Linked DNA regions of Cricetulus griseus: region 2 is linked to region 1. The links are chromatin contacts, called in public Hi-C maps. All regions are on one chromosome and are shown on one strand. The core of a region is the stretch at or near the end of the contact, and the rest is flanking DNA. Distances in the headings are between cores, read along the strand shown. Region 1 holds the start of Jdp2 (jun dimerization protein 2). Region 2 has its middle 46 kb from the start of Fos.

What was found. A called contact is a pair of places that touch in the nucleus more often than the background predicts.
Region 2: a contact with region 1 is called in a Hi-C map of the CHO-K1 cell line, with 2.8 times the contacts expected there. The contact joins the enhancer-like site here to the promoter of Jdp2 in region 1. A contact is called at or near these places in 2 of 8 Hi-C or Micro-C datasets (the CHO-K1 cell line and liver).

Annotation. Positions count from the first base shown.
Region 1 is chr5:118,193,162-118,195,881 of CriGri-PICRH-1.0, reverse strand. Jdp2 (jun dimerization protein 2) reads left to right here and starts at 1,302. Exons shown (of 6, transcript XR_004770126.1): 1 at 1,302-1,512.
Region 2 is chr5:118,268,305-118,271,004 of CriGri-PICRH-1.0, reverse strand. No RefSeq gene overlaps it. Among named protein-coding and RNA genes, the nearest start is that of Fos, 46 kb to the left of the region's middle. Within about 2 kb of position 1,349, at least 3 of the 6 cell types and tissues checked have open chromatin away from gene starts, as enhancers often do. A contact at or near this core is called in the CHO-K1 cell line, where this site is marked.

The sequences.
Region 1 (2,720 bases), core at 53-2,552:
TAACCACACATGTTAATTATTAGTCCCAGCACAGAGATCAGTTTAGCTTTTTCAAAGTCCCAACAGAGGATGTATAAAGTAATGTTTCCCGAATTCAGTGTTTTCTTTCACATAAATGTCCAGACTCTCATCTTGGGGGAGAAATATCATGTAAGCCAGTTTCACGCCGTCCAGCTTTGATCTCTGTGCCTTGGTAAAGGTGTTGCTGGCTTTTCTGGGTCGGAGAGTAATGTTCTTCTACAAAACTATCACATTACTACTGAGTTGGCAGAGTGTGTTCTTTTGGAGTTACACTTTCTTTGTTTTTGCACCAGTGTTGTAAGGGAAGTTGCTGATGGTGACTGTGAAGATGGACAAGCCATGTCACTGGGACTTGGTCTGTCTCTGTCTATTCAACCTGTCCTCTCCTGCAGGATGCCTCCCTGCAGGCAGGCTCATGGATCTGTGCTTGTCAGGCTTGGCTCTGATTTGAAGTCTCACTCTGAGCATCTGTACTCTACGAAGGCATGAACTTTTTCTTTCACTTCCTTTCTTCTATGGGTGATGACCTGCCTTCTCTCTGAGAAGGAATCTGAAGGTCACTGAGTGTCAACATTGCCAACCTTCTCAGGCTTAAACAGAAAGGTACGCGTGTCGGGGGCAGAGCTGGCTGATCACCCAAGGGTCTGGAGACTGGGGATGACAGCAATTGTTCTTAGGTGCCACATGTATTTCTGCCTGAGGGCTCTGTGTACTAGCCTTCAAAGGACTGTCATTATTATTTTCTCTGGAGCGTTCTTTACCATCTACCCCTGAAGGAGGTTAAGAGGAGGGCGTGGAAGCTAGCGCTGGGAGTCCTTGAGGAAGAAGGCCTTTGGAGGTTTTGCAGAAGTCAGGTCCTCATTACTGCGTTCTGTCAAAGGGAGGCGAAAGCCTGTGGGAGCTGGGCAAAGAGCTTTGGGTCAAACTGGGCCAGCCACTGACACAACGGTGGCCTCAGACTGCAGCTCCAGTCTGGGTCTCTGGCCACTCACAGCATGGCTTCAGGACCCCAGGGCGCTTTGGTGGACAGTGGATAGGGACAGAGGCTCCCAAACGCCTTAATCTCCCCGCCCATGCTCCTCCACGGAAAAAACAAAACAGGCTTGCGAGATCCTGCGTCCGAAGACATCACTGCTGCGCTGAACGTCACCCTCGCTCTGGGCTTTGCGGGAGAGCGCACCGGACGGAGGAGGATGGTTCAGCGCGGGCTGAGCTGGAAGGGGTTCTCTGCACGTCCGGCCGCCGCCTTCGTGTCGCTGCCTCCCTGGCTGTGCAGCGCCTCGGGGGTGGCGGCCCTGCGGCCGAGCAGAGGATGCGCTTACATAACCGCTCGCCGGGTCCTGCTGCCTCGCGCTCTCGGGAGCCGCGGGCGGGGCGCGCCGCGGGACCGCGATGCTGCCGGGACAAGCACGGCTGGGTCCCGGCCGGCCGGGCAGGCGGAGGAGCGCGAGCCGCGGCAGGAGGAGGGCGCCGGCAGCGGGGGAGGTGAAGGTCAGTGGGTGTGAAGCGCGCGATCCACACCCCCTCCTCCCCGTCCCCTCCTTCTCTTCCTCTCCGTCCCCCTCTGACGTGTGGAGCTGGCAGCTCGGCCGGTTCCGCATTCCCGACCCCTCCCCGCCGCGACTCAGGGCCCGCTATATAGCCGGGGCTGATGCAACCCGTCCCTGCCGCCCGCCACAGCCTGCGGGGAGGGACGCTCGCGCGGGGCCGCGACGGGGCGGCCGCTGCGGCGACAGAGGCTGCGCGGCGGCGGGGCTGCGCCGCGGCGGCTCCCGCGCCGACGGGCCTGGCAGCGGGCGGCAGAGGCGCGGAGTGGGCACGGCGCCTGCAGCCTGGTTCTGGGCCCGGGGGCGCCGCCTCCGCCAGCGGCTTCTGCACGGTGGGTCCCCGGGGGAGGCGGGGGGAGTAGGCGGGGCGCGCGGCCGCGGGCACCTGGGGCGGCCACCGTCGTAGTAGCTACCGCTGGGGACTCCCACCGACCCGGGGCCCCGAGCTCTCTACGGGAGAGCTGCAGGCGCTGCCCACCCGTGGTTTCCCGGGCTGGGCCGGGCAGTCCTGTGTGAGGCCGGGACAGCGGGGCGCTCCCTCCTCGTTCTCCTCCCCCAGTGCGTGTGCTGGGAGGTGCTGTGCACGGACCGCGGAGAGGGCGGGGTGAGCGGGAGAAAACTGTCGTGGAGACTGCGGGGGAACTCGAGGGGGCATGCACGCCCCAGACCTGCTGACAGGTCGCGCCCCAATACCGGGAGGGTATTGGGAAAGGTATCTAACCAACAGTGCTTTCTTTGCTAAGGACCATTGCTGCAGGCTCTGGCTGGGTTAGGAGGGAACCACGGGGTAGTCCCGGGTCCCCTTGGGATCTTGCACATCAGGTTACATAAGAAGGTAAGCAGGCTTCTTTAGGTAACATCCCGGTTTTAGAAGGAACTCATCCGTCTCTCTTCTCCAAGAAGTCTAGGCCTTGCATCTGGACACCTGGATCCTGGGGTGGCAGGGATAGGCTTTGCCTGGATCTCCGGGGGAGTGGGCAAACCTGGGAAGCCTTGGCTCATTTGCAGAAATGGATGGGCCATTTGGGGATAGCGGTGGAGAGACTGGTGCAAGGAGGGAATCTATTGACTGAGACAGCTCCAGCTAGATTGCCCAGCCCTAGTGTGGTGGAGTGGCATCTCCCCGGTGGCAGTCAGGGTAGGTCTGTGTTT
Region 2 (2,700 bases), core at 100-2,599, 75 kb before region 1:
CCAGATAGAGTTGAAACACTTGCAGAGAATTGCACTGGCCTGCCTGGATCCCTGGAGACCTGAGCTCCTGTCTCTACTGCAAATCACTAATGAAGAAGCCGAAGGGCCTGCTTGCTTCCACAGGCCTCTGACAGTGATGGAGAGGAGCTATGGGGCCCCCACTCCTGACTCCTCCCAGCCACCTGATTCCACTGTGGCTCTGTGGGATAGCTGTGGTCTGCAAAGACACCATGGCTTCAGACGCTGGCCTTGGTGACTTAACTGCTGGCTTGGTGCCCAGTCAGAAGGATGCACTGTAGTCATGACAGGTGATGGAGGTGAAAATTAAAGGCATACAGAGGGACGGGGAGAGGAAGGGCTTGGCTGCAGATTTTTCAATTCCCCCAGCTGAGTATAAGTCATTAAAAAGGGGAACTTCATACTCTCCCAATTCTTCCGTTATTTTTATACCACCCTCAAAGGGATTCAAGATTGAATAACGTAAAAACAGTTTGCTTTTGGTGTCCAGCAGAGTACAGGCATGAGAATGCTAATCTGTGGATCTAAAATTGTCCTTGAATGTATCTTTGCTTTCTTTCCTTCCTTCACTAGGTTTTTGTTGTTAGTTTTTTGATAATTATCCTATTATGTAGTCCAGGCTGGCTTGGAACCTCTTATGAGGTCCACGTTGGCCTCCAACCCATAATCCTTCTGTTTCAGGTTCCCAGGTGCTGAGATTACAGGCATGTTTCACTAGTTCAAGTATCTGTTGAATACATGCAGACCCCGTGTCAAGTACTGTGGATGCAGCCTTGAGTGAGAAAGGCCTGGGCTCTGATCTCTAGACCTGATGGGGAGTGAGGGCTCAGGAATGCCCAGTTATATAGTGCTAATAGGGGTTTCACAGGGTGGTAAGGAGGTTCCTAAGAAGAAGCCCAGACTCAGTCTTGACCATTCCAGAGGTTGAGCCTGCCAGACAAGCACAGGTGTCTAGGTAGGGAGGTGGGTGTAGAGGGAAAACTGGAAACGATAGGCTCCACTGTGCTGCAGCCAGAGGGAAACCCTCAGCTGGAGTGGCGCCTCACACCTGTAATCCCAGAATTTAGGATGCCAAGGAAGGAGGATCAATGTGAGTTTGAGGCCAGCCTGGGCTGTAGAGTGTCCAAAACAAAACAAACACACAAAAAACAAACAATGACAATGGCAAAAAGGAAACCTCAAGATCTGAGCGTCTCAGTAGTTTAATTCAAGAAAAGCTCTCTTTTTTTTTTTTTGTTCCCATGAAGTTTGCTGCTGTCCTCCATGGGTGACTCAGTGACCCAGGCTAGCAATGACTCCCGGGTCACACATGGTGTTTGGTGAGTCATATTGTCTGTGCCGCTACACAGAATGAGTTATGTGGGGAAACTACCGGTAGCTTCAAGTGGCTGGAACGTACTGTGTGTAGGGTGGGCTGTGGGACAGGGAATCAAATAGGGCTGAGGGCAGTCACATTGGGCCCGGGAAGCCACCTCAGATGCTGAGGAGTTTGAGGAGGACAGGAAAAGACTTCTTAGGAAGGAAACATCTTAGAAAGATGACATTCAGGGCTGGAGAGAAGGCTCAGAGGTTAAGAGCACTGCTGCTTTTCCTGAGGTCCTGAGTTCAATTCCCAGCAACCACATGGTGGCTCACAACCATCTATATTGAGATCTGGTGCAAGCATGCAGACAGAATTCTGTATACATAGTAATAATAATAATAATAATAATAATAATAATAATAATAATAAAAAGATCATGTTCTTATTTGGGCTAGAGATGGGCAAGCAAGATTATAGACCAGATCAAGAGGGGCTATGGAGATGGCTACACTAATGTGAAGACCAGAGTTCAGATCTCTGGAGCCTATGTAAATGCTAAGTGGGCAAAGCTGAGAAGGCGGAGATAGGCGATCTCCAAAGCAAACTGGCTGTCTAAGCTAGTCATATCGGCGGAGAGCTCTGGGTTTGATTGAGAGATCTTGACTGAGGTGGAGAGCCACCAATGACGATTTTCAACCTCACCCACTGGCCTCCACGTGCCCCTGTGTGCGCACACGTGCCACCACGAGCATATAAATCCGCACACGTGAACCTCACACACGGGAAAATGGAAAGAGAAAAAAAGAAAACTTTTACAATTCGTGGGCGAGAGATGGTGGTGTCCTGAAGAAGGATGGGGCTGTGGGGATGAAAGGGGCAGATGTCTCCGGACTCTATTGAGAACATAGGCTGGCCCCAGAGCCCTCATTCTGGTTAGTTCCCAGTACGGTGACATTGTTCTTTTTACATTTGCATGATTGCGTGTGTGTGTGTGTGTGTGTGTGTGTGTGTGTGTGTGTGTGTGTGTGTGTGTGTGTGTGTGTGCATAGGCCCATGTAAGTACAGAAGGGGTGAGAGAAGGGGTGGGAGGTAGGGCTCACATATTGGAGGCCGAGCAACTAGAGGAGGGTTCTATTCACCTATGCAGGCATTGCAGAAGTAAATTTAGGGGAGAGACAATATGGTCTGTTGAGGACTTACTCGATTTCAGCAGAGGGAGAAGTCCAGACATTTGGACCAAGGGGCTGAAGCCCAAGAAGACAGGCTGCTGGTGTTGTTTGCAAGTCATAAATATATGCGTGGATACTGAAGTCATGAATGTATGAGTGGATATTGAAGTCATGACATTGCAAAGTTGAATGAAAAGCTACCTGCTCCCA